7 separate regions of the Mus musculus genome follow, and all the other regions are linked to region 1. A link is a contact called in public promoter capture Hi-C data. All regions are on one chromosome and are shown on one strand. The core of a region is the stretch at or near the end of the contact, and the rest is flanking DNA. Distances in the headings are between cores, read along the strand shown.

Evidence for each region. Promoter capture Hi-C pulls out the DNA fragments that hold promoters and counts their contacts.
Region 2: a promoter capture Hi-C map of liver shows a contact between it and region 1, with 4 times the contacts expected there. The contact joins the promoter of Med22 here to the promoter of Odf2 in region 1. A contact is called at or near these places in 2 of 39 promoter capture datasets (liver and pre-B cells).
Region 3: a contact with region 1 is called in a promoter capture Hi-C map of liver, with 2.3 times the contacts expected there. The contact joins the promoter of Naif1 here to the promoter of Odf2 in region 1.
Region 4: a promoter capture Hi-C map of liver shows a contact between it and region 1, with 4 times the contacts expected there. The contact joins the promoter of Ciz1 here to the promoter of Odf2 in region 1. A contact is called at or near these places in 3 of 39 promoter capture datasets (liver, neutrophils and pre-B cells) and 1 of 115 datasets of contacts at active chromatin or transcription factors (embryonic forebrain).
Region 5: a contact with region 1 is called in a promoter capture Hi-C map of liver, with 2.5 times the contacts expected there. The contact joins the promoter of Brd3 here to the promoter of Odf2 in region 1.
Region 6: a contact with region 1 is called in a promoter capture Hi-C map of pre-B cells, with 5 times the contacts expected there. The contact joins the promoter of Swi5 here to the promoter of Odf2 in region 1. A contact is called at or near these places in 2 of 39 promoter capture datasets (liver and pre-B cells) and 1 of 115 datasets of contacts at active chromatin or transcription factors (embryonic forebrain).
Region 7: a promoter capture Hi-C map of liver shows a contact between it and region 1, with 3 times the contacts expected there. The contact joins the promoter of Wdr5 here to the promoter of Odf2 in region 1.

The regions. Positions count from the first base shown.
Region 1 is chr2:29,888,707-29,891,306 of GRCm38.p6, reverse strand. It overlaps Odf2 (outer dense fiber of sperm tails 2), which reads right to left and starts at 1,317. Exons shown (of 21, transcript NM_001369060.1): 1 at 1,096-1,317; 2 at 305-541. The coding sequence starts at 336.
Region 2 is chr2:26,909,343-26,911,942 of GRCm38.p6, reverse strand. It overlaps Med22 (mediator complex subunit 22), which reads left to right and starts at 1,301. Exons shown (of 4, transcript NM_001033908.1): 1 at 1,301-1,650. The coding sequence starts at 1,528. It overlaps Rpl7a (ribosomal protein L7A), which reads right to left and starts at 1,136. Exons shown (of 8, transcript NM_013721.3): 1 at 1,113-1,136; 2 at 817-937; 3 at 372-521. The coding sequence starts at 1,115. It overlaps Gm23969 (a small nucleolar RNA gene), which reads right to left and starts at 682; the gene lies at 609-682.
Region 3 is chr2:32,449,177-32,451,776 of GRCm38.p6, reverse strand. It overlaps Naif1 (nuclear apoptosis inducing factor 1), which reads right to left and starts at 1,320. Exons shown (of 2, transcript NM_194335.2): 1 at 1-1,320. It overlaps Slc25a25 (solute carrier family 25 (mitochondrial carrier, phosphate carrier), member 25), which reads left to right and starts at 307. Exons shown (of 10, transcript NM_001164357.1): 1 at 307-710. The coding sequence starts at 453.
Region 4 is chr2:32,361,880-32,364,479 of GRCm38.p6, reverse strand. It overlaps Ciz1 (CDKN1A interacting zinc finger protein 1), which reads right to left and starts at 1,282. Exons shown (of 17, transcript NM_028412.2): 1 at 1,182-1,282; 2 at 501-675; 3 at 146-261. The coding sequence starts at 670.
Region 5 is chr2:27,474,379-27,476,978 of GRCm38.p6, reverse strand. It overlaps Brd3 (bromodomain containing 3), which reads left to right and starts at 1,306. Exons shown (of 12, transcript NM_001113573.1): 1 at 1,306-1,402.
Region 6 is chr2:32,286,788-32,289,387 of GRCm38.p6, reverse strand. Swi5 (SWI5 recombination repair homolog (yeast)) reads left to right here and starts at 1,319. Exons shown (of 5, transcript NM_175190.5): 1 at 1,319-1,502; 2 at 1,743-1,791. It overlaps Golga2 (golgi autoantigen, golgin subfamily a, 2), which reads right to left and starts at 1,062. Exons shown (of 26, transcript NM_001080968.2): 1 at 992-1,062. The coding sequence starts at 1,039.
Region 7 is chr2:27,513,832-27,516,431 of GRCm38.p6, reverse strand. It overlaps Wdr5 (WD repeat domain 5), which reads right to left and starts at 1,285. Exons shown (of 14, transcript NM_080848.2): 1 at 1,152-1,285.

The sequences.
Region 1 (2,600 bases), core at 68-2,567:
TTTAAGCCACCACATGGGACGTGGAGAAAGGAGAATCGGGAATTCAAGCACAACCTTGACTACCTAGTGAGTCTGAAGCCAAGCTGAACTCAAAGCATTAAGAGTGATCTTGTTTGCTACTAGTAAGCTGTAGGCGGGGGAGGGGAGTCTTTACTCCTCCCCTTTCAAAGTCACTTTCAAGTGTTTTGGGTCCAGACTTTCAGTACCTGGGAAACTAAAAAAAAGTTTCCATTGAGCCTGGCCTGGGGAGCCCTGACCACCTTTCCCTGCCCTACTGCAAAGGCGCCCCCCACATTGGCTGTACCTGGGGGAGCCGCCTGAGGATGAGGCAGACATGGTTAAGCATCAAAGCCGCAAAGATGGGCAATTGGGTCGGCAGGCTCTGCTCAGGGGGACCCAGAGGGGCTGGCCAATGAGAATCTCAGGGGCCGGGCATCAAACGTCCTCTCTCTGAGGGGAGGAGGGTGGAAGCTTTGGGGGTGGCAGTTGGATGAAAACTTGGGAGGCGCTCCTCTACTGTCCAAGTCGCACAGCAACTGTCCTGCCAAAGTGGGGAGGGAGGGAGACAGGAGAGGCTGAGCGACCTGCGGGGTGCCGAGTGCGCCGCCAGGAGGCAGGTGGAGGGCGCGGCAGGACAGTGAGGGGCCACGTCACTGAAAGGAGGACAACGACCAGCATGCCCAGACCCCACCCGGGAAGAATAGCGGGCCGACGGCTACTAGGGTTTAAACCTGAGGGCTGCCTGGAGTGCGAAGAAGGTGAGAACTGCTAGGCCCCAAGTGGGCCCCCCAGGGGCGGGAACCCGCACAGGGAGCTGGAGGGATCTTCGGGACAGTGCCTGGGCAACTGTCTCCTAGGTGAAGGGGCGTTCCCGGCAGAATAGCTACCAGGGAGAACCAATAGATGGAAGGGGTGGAGCGGCGGCCTAGGCGGGGCGGCATGGAGAGCCAGACCGCTCCTGGATCACCCACATCCCTGGAGCTGGTCTGGAGGGTCCCCGGAGGCCTGCCCACCCCGAGCGCATGTAACTGCTGCGGCCCAGTCCGCAGAGAGCAGGGGTGGCCTCCGGGGAGGATGGGGCGCACGGCCACCCACCAGCGGGCAAGAGGGGACGGGGTTCTGCCCATAGAAGGGCGCAGCCCTGCCCGAGGACAGCAGAGGAGGGAAAGAGCGCTGCCGATGGCCCGGAGAGGACGGAGGCGGCCGGCCCGCCCGTTAGCGGGAGGAGGAAGGGCCCGCGCCCAACGAGGAGCGGGGCGGGCCGGGTTCGGACGCAGGAAGGAGCGCGCCTAGACTCGGGGACGGTGCCCGGTCGAGCCAGCCCCGGGAGCGCGGGGCTTGAACCCGCGGCACTCTACGCCCTGCCCCGCCGCGTGGCCTCTCACCAAGAGCGGCACGGCTGCGCCCAGAACCGTCTCCTTATGAAGTCGTTGAAGTCGGAGGCCAGGGTCGTGCCATGGAGACGCCGCGGCGGATGCAGTCCGGCTCCCGCGGCGGCTCCTCCCCGCTTCCGCCTCCTTTTCCGACAACCGGTCGGCAGCTCGCCCATTGGCCAGTTCAAACCCCCCCCGGAGCCTCTCGGGTTTCGCCATTTAGGCCCAGCCCCCAGCGTCACAGAGATGCCCCGCCCCACACGGGGACGCTCCGCCCACTTCTGGGTCACGAGGCCTGTCCACCGCCCCGTCGTCAGGGAGACACGCGACGCCTCCCGCGCCAGCCGGCCTGGTCTTGCCCCACCGTTCAGGCCACCGAGTCCCCTCCGCCATTTTGCCCTGGTCCTCCTGAATCCTGAACCCTAACGCGCTCCCCTCGAAACACAGGAGGAAGCTGGACGCAGAGGGCGTCTGTACAAGCGACAGGCTGGGGCTTCTGGAAAGCCATTCCTATGCCTCGGCCGCTCAGTGCAGACAACTTGTGCACACTCCACAAACTGTACCCCTCTCCCACACGCCCCAAACCGAAGGAAGAGGCCGCACTCCCCACGCCCCTGCCGCCCTCCCGCACACCGTACGCCGCTTCTATACGGACCTGCTCTGCTGAGGTTCTCTCTGCTGAGCCGCCATCTTCTCAACTATGCTTCCCTGTTAGCCAATCGTGGGGGACTGTCACGAGGCTCACGTTCCCGCCCTGGATTCTGGGAGACTTTAACAACCTCCGGGCTGGGTAGACCTCATTTCCTTGACACCTTAACTCCAACACAGTAGTTGTGCTCCCACCAGCTCCTCCCTGGAGCGTGAACTACCTTCCCACCTCCACAGCCGGCAGGGCAGTCTTACCATGTCATATTTGTTCGTCAACCCTTGACGGTTCATTTTGTGCGTGCAACCCTGGCTGGCCTGGAACTTGCTGCGTTTGAGCAGAAATCTGCCTATCTCTGCTGCTTGCTGGGGTTATAGGAGTACACCAGCAAGCCGAGCCTTTCTTCTTCTTCTTCTTCTTCTTCTCCTTCTCCTTCTCCTTCTCCTTCTCCTTCTCCTTCTCCTTCTCCTTCTCCTTCTCCTTCTCCTTCTCCTTCTCCTTCTCCTTCTTCTTCCTTCTTCTTCTTCTTCTTCTTCTTCTTCTTCTTCTTCTTCTTCTTCTTCTTCTTTCTTCTTCCTTCT
Region 2 (2,600 bases), core at 52-2,551, 3.0 Mb after region 1:
CACGCCCAGGCCCAATTCTAACCTGTCACTTAACCTGGCATTGAAAAGTTGTGTCTGACCTCCTAGCCCTGAATGGCTGTGGCTCATGCCATTAATACCAGCACTCATGAAACAGGCAGCAATGCTGAGCTCCACAACTAGAGACCCTGATCCCCCAACAAAACCACCCTATTGTGGTACACTGATGAGACGGCAGGAGGTCAACACGGGGATCCTTCCTCAACTGCTTCCTCACCAAATCCCGCCCATTCCAGGTGGAGGGACTGGGGACCCCCTTCCACCTCTCTCTTCATAGCTGTATTAGTGTGGCCATGCACTGCAGTAAGGGCAAACTCGGGGCCAGTTTCTGGCTCTGGGGCCCGGAACCTCACCTGTCTGCCTGTCCAGGGCCTGGGTGAACTGGTTAATGGCAGGAGGGACTTTGAGCCGCTTGTAGAGGATAGCTCTTTGCCGCTGCAGTCTGATGTAGCGGGGCCATTTGACGAAGCGCGTTAAATCTCTTTTGGGCTGGATGTCCTGTCCTGGGAAGTTAAGAGGGACACTGTGACCGAGGCCTCTCCTCGGGCCGGCCTGCAGCCGAGGCAGTACCCAGGGCAGGAGGGCGTCGGTGCATCAGCGATCTTGGTGGTTCTAGTGTCATCACCACTCATCTGATAGCAAATATTCTGTCACATCATCTGCACACGACCACCATTCCCCTTCTCACACCAGCCGAGCATGCGCAGTGGCGGCTGCTCGGGACGGTGCCCGGCTCTCATTCAGTCCATTGCCCGTCAAGGCGCCTTGCCCTTGTGACACGCCGACGCCACTCCTTACCAATGCCGAAGTTCTTGGGCCTCTTCTCGAACAGAGGGTTGACCACCTTCTTGGCCTCCTGCTTCTTGACGACGGCGGGGGCCGGGGCCACCTTCTTCCCCTTGGCCTTCTTCCCTTTGGGCTGTACGGAAGAGAGAAACCCGTGCCATCGGGCAGCGGAGTCATTGCCTGTGAGTCGGTCGCTGTGGCTCCCTTTCCGCGAGGGACCCCGAGGAGACAGGGACGGCGGAGAACGCCGCTGACGGGCGACGGGCGGCGGATGGAGGCGGATAGCGCGGGGGCCCAGAGACACTCACCATCTTGCTCGGCTGCTGGAGAAAGAAAGAAGAGGGAATTGTGGGGGATAAGTAAGTGGCCGCAGATATCGCGAGAGCAGGCGCCCTCGCGGGATTTCGGATTTAAAGCGACAAGGACCCACTTCGGACTCTGACAGAGGGGCGGAGCCTGAGCGGGGGCGTGTCGGGCCGCGGCTGCGCGTTCGTCCAGGCGGGCGGGCCCTGGCACCGGACCGCAGGCTCCGAGAGGCGGCGGGAGGCGCCAGGAGTGAACGGAAGCCGCGGGAAGGAGCGTGCGGGTGCTTTGTTCCCTCGCCGTAAGGGCCTGCTGCCGGGCGTGTGTTCGTGGACGGAGCTGTTGTATCGGAAATCCCGGTCCCCAGCCCTCAGTACTCGGTTCGGGCCGGACCAGACTGGTTCTCGTCCAGGGCCCGCCATGGCCCAGCAGAGAGCCCTTCCCCAGAGCAAGGAGACGCTGCTGCAGTCATACAACAAGCGGCTCAAAGACGACATCAAGTCCATCATGGACAACTTCACCGAGATCATCAAGACCGCCAAGGTGTGTGGTAGCTGTTCCGAAGCCATTGGAGAAGGCTGGGACTGGTTTTCCCTGGGGCCTGGGTACAGGGGTGAGGAAAGCAGAGGGAATGTGACTCACCTGACCGGTGCGGGTAGGAGTGAAGAGGCGTTAAAAGTAATGGGACAGCAGATAAATAGAAGAGCCAAATAGTGACAAGCACAGAGCAGAGAGGAGAACTCTGGCCCGTTTGCCAGGGCTCTACGTTAGTTACTGAGCACTAGCCACCTGGGCTGAGGTTTACCCTTGCCATAGATTCTTGTGATGACTGGTGAGTTTAACCCTTAAACACCACAACCCTCATGTTGTGGTGACCTCCAGCCATAAAATTATTTTTGTTGCAACTACAGAACTGTTGTTACCCTTTGAGTCGTAAATGCCAGTGTTTTCCGATGGTCTTAGGCAGCCCCTGTGAAAGGCAATCCACAGGTTGAGAAATGCTGTTCTATTTAAATAATTTCTGAGAAGCCTCAAGCCCACTGAGGTCTGTGTTAGGCTCCAGCTGGTCCACCTGTAAGCTTAAACTCAGAGATCAGAAAGTTTGTCTTTTTAATCCTTTATTGAACATCTTTTCTTTCTTTTTAAGATTTATTTATTTAAGGACTGGAGAAATGGCTCAGTTAAGAGTACTGACTGCCCTTCTAGAGGTCCTGAGCTCAATTCCCAACAACCACATGGTGGCTCACAACCATCTGTAATGAGATCTGATGCCCTCTTCTGGTGTGTCTGAAGACAGCAACAGTGAACTCATATACATTAAATAAGTCAATGTCTTTTTAAAAGATTGATTTATTTAATGTATATGAGGACTCTATTTGCATCTATACCTGCAAGACAGAAGAGAACATCAGACAGAAGAGGGAGGGCATCAGATCCTATGGCAGCTGGTTGTGACCCACCTTGTGGTTGCTGGGAATCGAACTGAATGTACC
Region 3 (2,600 bases), core at 71-2,570, 2.6 Mb before region 1:
TTCAGTCCACAGTTACCCTCATATACATTTCATTTCCACTGTTAGCTACGATCTCTCCTTACACAACGCTCCTCTCAGCCTCATCATTCCGCAGTCTAAATAGAGCTTCTGAATGGGAATTGGACACAAGGCTTTCTGCTTGCCTATTACCCAGCTTCAGCCAATCCCCGGCTCCCTCAGTTTGAATCGCCTTCGAGCTGGCACGGTGACTCCGCCCCCTCATTGATCCCGGAGCCGACATACCGGCCTATGATTGGTCGGCAGTGCGCCAGAGGGCGCGGTCAGCGCCTCTGCGCGCCGCGGGGCGGGGCTCCCGGAAGCGGCCCCTCCCTCCAGTCGGCCGGCTTCTCGGAGCCCGCGCTCGCTGTCTGAGGAAAGCCGGCGTGCTTCCGCGCTCGGGTCGCTCTCCTGCCGCCTTCAGCCCGGCGTCCGGCGCCCCCGCCTCGCGCCCGATGGTGAGCAGTGTGTTGTGCCGCTGCGTGGCCTCCCCGCCGCCGGACGCCGCCGCCACCGCCTCGTCGTCCGCCTCGTCGCCGGCTTCTGTAGGGGACCCGTGCGGCGGCGCCGTCTGTGGCGGCCCGGACCACCAGCTACGCCTGTGGAGCCTCTTCCAGACACTCGACGTCAACCGCGACGGCGGCCTGTGTGTCAACGACCTGGCGGTGGGGCTGCGGCGCCTGGGACTGCACCGCACGGAGGGCGAGCTCCGGGTAAGTCTGCGTGCGCCGTCCGCGCGGGCGGGGAGGATCCGGGAGGTCTTGAGGAGAGAGACCGACGCCAAGGGGACGGGTCGGGACCGCAGGACTTCTCGGGCTGCTTTCTGTAGCCTGTCAGGTTTCGACGGACGCTGCTAGAGCTGAGCGGAACCCCTGGTGTTGGGGGGGATAGTGTCCCTCCACTGACAGATGGAAAGGAAATTCACACCTTGTTAGTGTGGGGCTCCTCAGGTGGGAGATGGGGCCGTGAGAAAAGCTCGTCGTGGCTACAGATGGGCACCCTTGGGTCTCTTTGATGGACAGAAAGCCCCCTCTACTTCCCTCTAGATAGAAGGACAGATAGATCTCAAGATTGCCCTACGGACCTCAAGGCCAAGTTGGTGCCCATCCTCCCTCAACACCTAGGTTCCTATCCACCCATTCTCATTGGCACCCCTTGTCTGTCTGTCTGTCTCTCGCTCGCTCGCTCTTCTCCCCCCACTCTCGTTTCCATGCCACCGGTGCCTCTAATCTGGTTGCTCACAGAGACATGTGGGTGTTGGGGAAGAAAAAAATGGGAACTGGGGTTCTAGGCAGATCAGTGTGGATGTGGGTGATGAAGACTGAACAGTTCTTTCTCATGGCTTAGACCCAGCCCCCCACTGCTGTTTCAGAACACTGGGTCATGATCCCTTTGTCGAATTGGAGTGCGAATATGTTAAAGAATCTGAAGAAAGATTCTTTTTTTGTTTGTTCGGTTGGTTTTGGGGATTTTTTTTTTCTAGACAGTGTTTCTCAATGTAGTCCTGGCTGCCCTGGAACGCCCTCTGTAGACCAGGCTGGCCTCGGAATCAGAGATCCACCTGCCTCTGCCTCCTGAGTGCGCCGGGATTAAAGGCCTTTGCCACCATCGCTCAATTGGAACTTTTTTCAAAAAATGAAAGTTAGATACATCTAAGGATATTTGTTGGCTGGAAAGGGATGGGCCAAGACTGGGAGACAGGGGTGGAGAAATGGCCATTTCTGGGTCTGCAAGAAACAGAACTACTATCCTTCCTGCACAAGAAGCCCTGAGCAGTGGCTTTTTCTTCCCTTTCTGTTTCATGTTGGTTTTTCAGTTTGACTTTAACTGTGGCTTCCCTTTACCAAGTGTTTCATTATTGTGGCATAGACTGGCTTACAATCTGGGGTGATTCTAATGAGCAGTTTGCCTGATAACCAGTTTGTGGCCAAAATTAGTATTTGGTTCATTTGTATGTACAGTAATTACGAATTTCATAGCCAAATATGAAGAAAACCTGGTAAGGTGGCAGTGAATTATGCCAGTTTGTTACTTAGGTGGCCACATAAAGTGTCATGTCCAAGATAATCTTGGATCAACATCCAAGGTATTTAACCTACTTAGTATCAGCATAGGAAGCCCAAGGACAGCACCGAGCAAAGCAGAATCCTTGGGGTAAGCCCAGAGATTTAAAGATAAGGTTTCTCTCTGTAGCCAGGCTGGCCTTGGACTCACAATTCTCTTAGCTTAAAAACAAAACCAAAAAAATCCTTTTTTAAAAAAGCTAGTTTTAGTTGGGTGGTGGTGACAGTGGACTTTAATCTCAGTACCCAAGAGGCAGAAGCAGGTGGATCTCTGAAAGTTCGAGCTCAGCCTGGTCTACATGTCTACACAGAGAAACCCTGTCTCAAAACACCAAAAAAAAAAGAGAGAGAGAGAGAGAGAAAGAAAAAAGAAAGAAAGAAAAAGAGGAGGAGGGGGAGAGAAAGAGAGAAAAGAAAGTATAGTTTAATACAGAATAGTGTTATGAGCTGGATATTTCCCCATATATGTCTAATGAATAAGTCATTTTTTTCTGTCTGGTTTTATTTATTTATTTATTTATCCCCCCCCCCCCCCCCCCG
Region 4 (2,600 bases), core at 33-2,532, 2.5 Mb before region 1:
CCCTGTACTTAGCAGAGTAGCCTGTGGACTTCATCTCCTGGGAGCCTGGTATCTTCATCTATAAGGATGCTGTTAGGGCCGCTGTGAGTGTTGGTAAGAATGAATGGGTTAGGAAGAAGCTGAGGGCCACGGGGAACTGCCATACCTTGCAACTGCTGTAGGAGCAAAGCTCTTTGCAGCATGGGGCCATTGAGCAGGGAGGTCGAGTGGAGGCCCTGGAGACTCAGAAGCTGTTGCGGGGATGACTGCTGGGGGAGGCCCCTGTGTGATGGGAGTAGGGTGTCAGAGGGGTCCTGGGAAAGCCATCTACCCGGAGGTCTCTCACCTCCATTCTCTCCATCTCAATGGCAGATGGAGGATCCCCTCCAAGGTAGAAACTGATGACATTTAATACTCAAACAAGGATGCCCCTGGGGAAAAAATAACTACTGGGAGCCAGGCTCCAAAATGTGGGTCTGAGCCGTCAGACCTCAGACTGCTCCTGGAAGTGGAAAACTCACCGGCTGACAGGAATGGACAAGGAGGCCTGTGGTGGGGACTGTTGCAGCAGCTGTTGGAGCTGCAGTATCTGCTGTTGCTGCTGCTGGAGCTGCTGCTGCTGGAGCTGCTGCTGCAACTGTTGCTGCTGCTGCTGCAACTGTTGCTGCTGCTGGAGTTGCGGGTTGAACATGGTGGCTGAAGGGGGTATGGTGGGTAGGGTCAGATCACCACTTTGGGATGATCCAGCTTCTCTCCCCTCCCAAAACACCCACCCCAGCATAACGCCTGCTAAGCTTCACCGCTACACAGTCCCACCCACGCCAAGAGCACGCTGCATTTATACCCGGGGCTTCGGGGCTTCCAGTTCTTCCGGTCAGCTGCCAGAACAGGATACACACACAGACACGCCTTCAGTTCTTTATCTTCCCTCCCATCTCTTCAACTCTGGCGGTCCAACCTTCTAATCGGAGCACACCTTTCCACTCCCATCTCCTGCCTGTCAGTCACTCTACACTTCCTGGTGCTTCCCGTGCACACTTCCCTGTTTTGGATTCCGCTGTCCTCTCCCTAAATTGTGTCACTTAAATCCATGAACCCTGGATGGGAAACGCTTCCGTCCGCCGCAGCACACCCCCACCCCGCTCCGTTGTCCCTCATCCCTCCACTCCCTTCCCTCGCAGATATAGCCAACGCCACTTAACTAATCCTGTGGCCTCGCCTGTCCACAAAGCCCGTAGGCTCTCTGCAAGTAGCCGCTATCCCTGCGGTCCACCCTTCCCGGGGTGCCCAACCCTCCTCCACTGTCGCTTCCGGGGCGGGCACCACACTGGCTCCCCCTCACCTCCCGGCAATCCACGAAAACCGAAACCGTGAAAGCCACGAGCTGACTCGTAAGGCGGGCTCCGGAGCTCCCGGGCTGCTCGGGACGGTGACCGGACCGGGACACTCCGAAGGCCCAGCGGCTGGCCACTCCCGCGCAGAGCGCCCTCTGGAGGTGCGGAGGCCTCAGCGCGGACGCCGCGGCGGGCGAACAAGCCTCGCGCGCAGGTCACGTCGCGGGGACCGCGACCAATCTGCAATCGCTAGAGCCGCGGTGGCTCCCAGGTGCTATGAGGCGCCGGGCAGCGTAGGCTCCTGTCCCCAGATCCCAGCATCGGGAAGGGGCGATTCTGAGTTCCCACGGCCGTCTGTTTATCTGGCAGGGGCAAAGGGGACCGACAGTCGGTCAGATCCCAACTGACCTCCCCAATGCCACCACTGTCCCCAGATCCCGAGCCCGCGTGGGGCTGGGACAAGAGCAAGCGGGCGCGCGTATGTGTGGTGAATTCAGCTTTAAAAAAATAGTTTTGTTTTTTACATTTTTTTAAAAAAGATTTAGTTTATGTGTATGAGTGTTTTGAACGTATGTGTATCTGTATATCGTGTATATCTTGTACATCCTGGAACTAGAGTTAGAAACATTTGTGAATTGTCTTGTGAGTGCTAGGAATCGAACCCAGCTCCTCTGCAAGAACAAGTGCTCTTAACCACTGAGCTATCTCTCCTCATCCCCGTTTTTTGTTTTTTTGTTTTTGTTTTTTTTTGTTTTTTGTTTTTTTTTGGTTTTTTTTTTTTTTGGTTTTTTTTTTTTTTTTTTTGGTTTTTGGTTTTTTGAGGCAGGGTTTCTCTGTATAGCCCTGGCTGTCCTGGCACTCACTTTGTAGACCAGGCTGGCCTCGAACTCAGAAATCCGTCTGCCTCTGCCTCCCGAGTGCTGGGATTAAAGGCGTGCGCCACCACGCCCGCCTCTCACCCCCGTCTTTTAAATATGTATTCTTATTTCAGGTGTATGAATGTTTTGCCTGCATGTATGTGTGTGTACTTTGTATGTGCCTAGTGCTTGCAGAGGTCTAAAGAGGGCATCTGATCCCCTAGGAAGAAGTTTGTGGATGGTTGTGAGCCACCTGTGGGAGTGCTGGGAGCTGAACCTGGGTCCTTTGGAAGAAGAACAAACGTTAACCACTTAACAAGTTCCCAAGCCTCTGATTTCCTTTTCCGTTTCATTGTGTTGTGTAGCAATGGCTACATATGGAAACTCACTATAGACCAGACTGGCCTCGAATTCACAGAAACCCGCTGGC
Region 5 (2,600 bases), core at 57-2,556, 2.4 Mb after region 1:
CCAGGGTGTGAGAAGCACCCATGCTGTAGACCAAAGAGGAGACAAGAAGAGCCTGGAGAGGCTCCAGCTTGTCCTCAAATCTCTTCCAAGGACCCTGGGCTTGGAGCTTGGGACCTCTGAGACCAAGGATGTCACTTTGCCTTCTTGAGCCTTTTTCATTTTCAGGTACAGAACATATTCGTTGTGTATGTGTGTGTATGTGTGTGTGTACGTGTGTGTGTGTGTGTGTGTGTGTGTGTGTGTCTGGTATTTAATACCATAACCACCTGTGCATTTCTTGCATGCAGCAAAGTGCCCGCTCAGCCAGAAATAAACTCAGTGACACCAGGATCTTGGAATAGGTCCAGCTCACAGCAGAATTGGAACCCTGCATTGGCAGGCAGGTTCAGCGGGCACTGATGGAAAAACTTGTTTTGTTTGTAACGTTTTTGTTGGGGTCTATCACACACCCACCTTAAATTACAACTGGATAAAAACTGACTAACGTAGGCACCATTGTAATTTTCACCAAAACCAAGATCTGAAGTGTGACCCCGTCCTAACCCTTTCAAAACGCAGAAAAAGGGCGGGACTTAATCTCATTCCTGTCTTTCCATAGGCACATGGGGACACACTGAGACTCCAGAGAGGGAAAGTTGGCTGGCACAGCCTGAAGCATCCCTTACTGGTGTCTAGCTTTGGAGAATCCGCCTTTTTCCGGCACCACCAGCCAGGTCTCTTACGGAGTCCCCAGGTCTTCAACCCGCCCCAGGATTTTGGGGCGGGATTGATCGCGACTCCTCCCTGGCAAGGACCGCCCTGCGCGCGCCCTCGCCAGGCTAATTAGGCGCGCGGTTTGTTTACAAACATGGGCTGGGGCCGGTGCGCGCCTCCCTGCTTGTGAGCATTCGGGGTTTGAGGGAGGCCTCGGGGTACCCGGGTAGTGACCCCAGGGTGCTAACTGCGTTCCCGCCTTTCCCACGTTTTCCTAGGCTTCTGGAAATCCGCCCACCAGTTCTTATTCCCTGCGTGTGGCTGAGAACGCTAAAGTGAAGGCGCGCGGGCGGGCCAAGGTTCCAGCGTCGCCTCGGGTCCTGGCGGGCAACCTCCCAGCCCCGCCCCCACGCGCCCCTAGGCCGGGCCCGCTGGCGGCCAGGGCGGCCGGGCGGGCGGCCGGGGGCGCGCGGGGCGGGGCACGGCGTGGCGCCGGCGGGGCCGGGACATGTAGTCCGTGCGCCTCGGCCTCCCCTGGGCGGCCCTGGCGCGAGCCCGGGCGCGGACTACGACTCCCGCCAGGCGCCGCGGCGTAGCGCATGAGCCCTGTACAGCTCCGGCGCGTCTATTATGCTGCCGGGGCCGGCGAGCCAAAGAGGAGCCGGCCGCGCGGGCCGGGAGCAGACGGCGCTGGAGCCGCCTAGGCCAAGTACGCCTTTTTCTCGTTTCCTTGTACACTCTGGGCGGCGGCGGCGGTGGCGGTGGCGGCGGCGGACTTGGCTGAGAGAACACGGCCCGGAACGCATGGTGCAGGCCTCCCGCGCGTCTCGAAGCCCGGAGCCCGGGGCCGCCGCCTTTGTGCGCGGCCGCGATGCAACAAAGCGGGGCGGCCGCCTGCCCGGGGTCGCAGCGACTGCGCGGGCTCCGCTGCCCTCCGCCTTGCGCTGTGCGCCCGCGGCTTGCCGGTCGCCTCGGGCCGGACTGGGAGGCGTCGCCTTGGTCGGAGCGCCCAGCCTGGACTTGGCACAGCCCGCGCTCTCTGCGCCAGCCCTCCCTCACGGAAGGGATTTTTTTTTCCTTTCCCCTTTTCCTCTGCCCGCCATCTTCCGAAGGGGACTGCCTGGAGGATGCGCGGCGCGGGAAGGTGCGCGCGGTGTGCCCAGGGTCGCTCCGGCGCCACTTAGGGCGGATCGTCGCAGGGCAGGCCAGGCTGGGCCTGGACACCGCTGGAGCCTTGCAAGTGGGGCAGCCGCGGCGTGGCTTGGGGGGCGGCGGCTGCATTTGCAGAGTTATGGCCCGGGAGACGACTTTGCGCGCTTACGAGTTACTGGATTATTGCAGCCAGGCCAGGAGGAAACCCAGTTCATGTTTTGAAATCAGCCTAAACGAGTACTTAATCCGGGCGAGGTCGATTCGGATTGAGGTGGAAGGGGTGGGGTGCACGTCTTTTTCTTACTTCGTGTATAACACGCAAGCTAGTTGGGTGAGGAATGCGCACCCCAAAGCCTCTCGTATGTAAGGTTCTTGAGGATTCCCGGTGAAAAATCCTGGCGGCTTGGGGAAGTTCTCTCCACCAGTTGCTGCGACGGGGGCAGGGCTAACGAGGAAGCCATAAACAGTCTTCTTGCCCTGGGGCGGCGGGGGGGGGGCGGTAAGGAGCGGGAAGGGGGCTCACTGGGAGCCGGGGCATACCTTTTGTGAGTTCATACTTTAGGGCTCAATTTTAAGGCTCTGCCCTTTGCAATTTTGATTAAGAGCTTTCTGCCAGAAATAAGTGCACAGCTGTTGTTTCTCTACCTTAAACTTCTTAACTGTATAAGTTTGTGTCTCTGAGGTCATTCTTGTGTTCTTCAGTGGCTAACATGGGACTGGGTGCAGGAAGAGAAATGAGTGAAGGAATTGAAGGG
Region 6 (2,600 bases), core at 70-2,569, 2.4 Mb before region 1:
CTGGGGCCGTTTTAGCAACACATACTAAAGGTACACCGCAGTACTTCCTAAACCTGCTTCCTAAGTTTACAACATGACAGAAGGGCAGAAACCGTGAAGCCACGGCTTTAGTGAACATGGGAACAGAAAGGGCACAGCCCTTGTCATCGCAGAGAGAAGTCTCTACAAATCTATGAAAATGCCAAACCAGACTTTTATGGTTTTTTTCTCTCAAAAGAAGCATGGGAAAGTGATGTTTCCCGTGAGATGCCTCACCCGCATCCCGTGCTTCTCACCACCCCAGTTGGAAAAGACATTCTGGCTGAATTTTAAGTTAAGTTCAGTTCCCCAAGACACTGATCAACACTATAACATGCGTTTTGCTCCAGAGAGATTACAGTCTCTCTAGAGAGCAGACAACCAAATCCAAACCAAACCAATCCATGTCAGCAAGGGGTGCTGACAGTGTTGTGCTCACACTAATGCTAAGTTAAGGGAATGCGGGCGCCTACAGCGTCTCCGCACTAGATTCCACACTTGGGCTCCCTTCCAGGTGGAAATGGGTTCTCCACCAGAGAAACGGGAAAAGGGGCAACAACATTAGGTGAGCAGGTGGAGCAATCCAAACCAGACTCGGAGTAGTAATGACAGTTTCGAGGGGGGACTGTGACGTAACTACATTCCACTCCATACTACCAACGCCCGAGTCGCCTACAGGGCCAGGACCGAGGACCTTGGAGACAGGTGCCCTGGGAGGTCTGGATTGGAGCGTCCGGAGCCGGGGGCTAAGAGACCCTGTGTCACTGACCAAAGTCACCTAGGGGCGACTGAGAGGGCGGGGGCTGGGTTGCTGAGGGGGCGGGGCTGGCTGAGAAGACTTCACTGGGGGAGCCCAGGGCGCTGAGGGGTTCTTCTACCCGTGTGTCTCGGGAAAGACTCGGACTCTGGTCATGGGTCCTGCCGTTGGAGGAGCTCGGGTGGGGTCAAGGGGCCGCGACCCGGAGCGCTTTACCTTTTTCTTGGCCGCAGCCAATTTGCTCTGCCTGGTTTCTTCCGACATCCCGGGGCGGGGAGGGGGGAAGCGGGGGGGCCACATCACCACGATCCCGGCAGCCACCGCGAAACTGCTTCCGGAAGCTACGGCTTCTCTACAAGGGCCAGAGAAGGCGGGTGCAGAGCGCCCCTTGGACGCTCGGAAACCCAGCGTGACCTACCTTCTCCAAGCCCATTGGCTGATGAGAACGATGAACGACAGGGAGGCGTGGCCACGCGGTCGCGAGGCCTGAGCGACGGGTGGAGTTAACGACGAGAGCTGCGCGCGCAGCCATGACCCCTCACAGCGGCCTATGGGAAGCAGGGGCGGAACCGCTTTAACTTGGTGCGTGCGCAGCCTGACGTGGGGCGGTTGGTGGTCTCCGTCGTCGGTTTCTAGTTCCCTGAAGCAGCCGTTTAACCCCAACCCTGGACCCTTCCGAGTTTAAGCCCACCCCACTCCGGGTGCCCCGGACCTTAGGGTTCAGGAGGTGGGTGAGGAGCGCGCCGCGCTTCGTTTTCCAGCCCTTGCCCGACCCCTCACGCCTCCTCACCAGGCCTCTCCGTAACCCGTTCTCCACACTTTCCCCTTCCCACGATGCGCACCCCGACCCCAAAGACCCCCACCCCATCCCAGTAGCTGGGTCCCGACCCAACCTCTTGCAGCTGCGGCTCCCGCGCCCCCTCGGTAACCCCATCCTCATCAGCCTTTTTCTCGGGTTCCTCCCCAGGGGTGAGTCAGAATTCAGCCGACTTTACCATGGCGGCTACCGATCACCGGTGAGTATATCAGCCCCACCCCTCTGCATCCCAGCACCCGCCGGTCGCCTCCAAGCTTAGCCCTTTCCTAATTCCACTCCTTCTCTTTCCTTTCTCAGACATGGGTTCCTCCCCTCCCAGTCCTACCTGCCCGATGCCTACGCTTCTCCAACCGCTCTTGCTCGTTGCTTTGTCCCCTCACCCAGCCTGCCACCAGTCCCTGCATGGTTCCCCAGTCAAGAAATATGTGCATCTTTATGCTGACCACTCCCAATGCCACCCCCAAAACTCAAAGTTATTCATTTCTCATCCTCAAAAGATGAATTTTTAAAGTACTCTTTTAGATGATTCGCTTCTTTTTAGTAATTTCTTTTTTTTTTATACCCCTTCCCTTTGAGACAGTTGTCAATACCAAAGATTAGAGGAGAAAGACCCAAATCATAGTGGCCAACTCAAAGCAAACAGTTGGTTAAAGCAAACATTTTAATTCGTGTAAACGGGTCCCTAAGGCGGAGCTCGAAAAGTCAGCCTCGGATTGAGGACGACAAGGCTTTTTAGAGTTCAGGGGTAGGGGGTTTCTAAATGGGGACTTGGTGGGGTTACAGAGGCAGAACATAAGCATACCCGTTAGTCCAAATGACCTCCTCAAAGACATGATTGCAAGATGGGCAGAACAAGGTCTTCCTTTTGAAACAAAGGTGGGGTTGCAAGATGGTTATAAACAACTTTTTGGAACAAAGACAAGACTGCCATCCCTGTAACAGGCCATGCAGAACCATTTGAAGTTAAGGTTTTAGGTGGGGCATAGCCCAATTCCTTGAGAAGCAGGT
Region 7 (2,600 bases), core at 36-2,535, 2.4 Mb after region 1:
CACACCACCACCCAGCCCTGCCCATCACATCGTTAATAAGCTGGGTCTTTCAGGAAGACAAATATTAACATCTGAAGACACTAGTTGTAGCACCACCCACTTTAATTCCAGCTCTAAGGATGAAGAGCTCTAAGGATGTGGGCCCCAAACAACCAACCAAAAAACAAAAACAAAAACGGGGAAGAAAGAAAGAAAGAAAGAAAGAAAGAAAGAAAGAATATCAACATTAGCCAATCTGCCTCACAGCATTCAGGAGGCTCAGGAATTCAAAGCAGTTAAATGTGAGGCTAGCATCAACCTGAAACCGGCTCAAAGGAGACCACCACTTTCCAATTCCACAGGGTAGAGTCCAAGACAGAGCACTCAGGAAAGCAGGACTTGGGGAGGGCAGGTCTGGGAGGAAGCTGGGTTAAGCAGGATCCTCAGCAGGTGGTTTGGAGCTGGCCTCCACTGCCCACAAAGGAGGTAGGTAACCGGCAGCCGCAGCCGGGGCTTTACACTAGAGTGAGCCTGACTATGGAAGGGCAGCAGCCATCAGTCTCCCTCCAGTCAAATGTAGACTCCTGGTTTCCACCCTAGTACACAAGTATGGGAAGACAGAATGGTTCAGTCACTCAGGTGAGTGCAGTAGGTAACCCAACAAAGAACTCCAACCCATCCTCTCTGGGCTCCTAGATACCTAGGTACTAGTAGCCTTGGCTTCACACCACTGTGCGCTCAACTGCCCGGCTGTCCCGGACAATGTTCAGAAACCCTTGACCGGTCAGCCCTAGTCAGGTAGAAACTTGCGCTAGGACACAAATGAGGGTTGTGCCCGCAGCACGAGAGGCGCCAAGTGGCCAAGGAAACCTGCGCGACGCTGGCTGGGTGTCCCCGATGAGACAGAGAATTCCACTCCCAGTGACGCCAGTCTGAGGTGTGAGTCTCGAGAAGCTCGCAGGACTAAGGGTCTAGGGGCGTAGCAGGGGCCGCAGTGGAAGTAGCGGGCCGTGGCGGCCACAAGGGGCGGCGGGGTCGGGGCGCGGCCGCAAATGCGGCGTCCGGCCCGGCCCGAGGCCCTCGGAACACGTGCGGCGCTGTGGAGCCCGGAGCCCGAGGGCCCTCGTGGCCGCCGCTCGCCTCGCGCCCGCGGGACCGGGTTTCTCGCTTACCTGCCGGGGCCGCGGCGGCGGGGCCGGGCGCTCTGGCGTCGCGTCGGCTAGCCCTACGCGCGAGAGCAGACGATCTGCTGGACTAGGCGGCAGCGGCGCGGGAGGCGGGAGGGATTGCGCGTGCGCGAGGGGCGGGACAACGGGCGGCGACGAGGGTCAGAAAAACTAGAGGAGGCGGAGCGCCTTAAAGGGGCCGTCTGTGGTTCTCGCTTCCTATTTGACCGCTACTGGTGTTCGGTAACTGCAGACTGGAGCACTCTAGAATTAAAGATGGGTGAGAACGTGCTTAGGTGCCTCTCCTGTTATTCTAGGCTGTGTAGCCAAGCTAACAGTTACAATTTGCCTGTGCTGGCCCGTGCCTGCCCAGGACTGTTGGGAAACCTCTTGGTGCCACTGGTGGATGTCCACGAGGTCCGGAAGTCCGGAGCTCCTGCGGCCTCCCCAGCCTACCGCAAGGCGGGGGGCTTCCTGCCGCTGCAAACCACAGCTCAAATTGAACATACTTGCCTCTCTTCTACAGGGCCATAAGGAGGCTACGCTGTACCACCACCACCACCCCACACAGACACACTCCGAAAAAGGTCTTAGGAGCTACCGCTGCAGGGAGAGATCTACAGTAGTGTCCAGGGAAGGCAGGGCACTACTGTAGAGAAGGAAGCCTGCACGCTGACAAGAGAGGAGCTACCTGACTTAGAAGACAAACAAGAAAGAATGTGGACAGGAAAGGCAAGTGTCCCTAACACAGGGGCTCCAAGTCCTCCAGCTATGCATGCATCTGGAACGATGCAGTTGCACCTGAATGTAGGCTCAGGCAGTTCACATTCCAGGCAGCCACAGCATCCACTACAATCTGGCTCCTGTGTGGCTCTGGAGCTCCATTTTAAAGGCTTTATCTCATTTTCACAAGACAGCCCCTAGCAGGCTGGCCGGCCTGCAGTTAGCAAAGTTTTGACAGCCCTCTTTCCTGTTGGACCACCTCTACTCCTGTCACTAACGGGGAAAACACCCAGAGAGGAGGACACAGGGACAGAAGGAGAACCTGGAGCCAGGTCTGCACCTCTCACTTCACTGTCTAACTCACATGGTCTTAGACTCTTGGAGGTGGCTATGACCTGTGCAGCCTCATCTTCCAGTCTGGGAATATCAAATATAACGCGTGGGGAACCTGTGCAGAGGGAGGGACTAAGCAACTGAAGCTTGAGAATGGAGAGTGTGTGGTTGCCATAGCTACAAGAGTGTGAGAAGACTGACATTGGCCTGGAATCTCCTGCTAAAGGCACAGAAACAGTTCAGACGAATCTGTGTGTCTAACAGACCTATGCCAGGAGCCCTGGATGGAGTGGAGCATGGGATGGTAAGAATAACATCTCCGTATCTGCCTAGCTAACCGGACTGGAAACCAAACCTAATCCTCTGCCACCCACCTCTCAGATAACATTCAAACCTGTC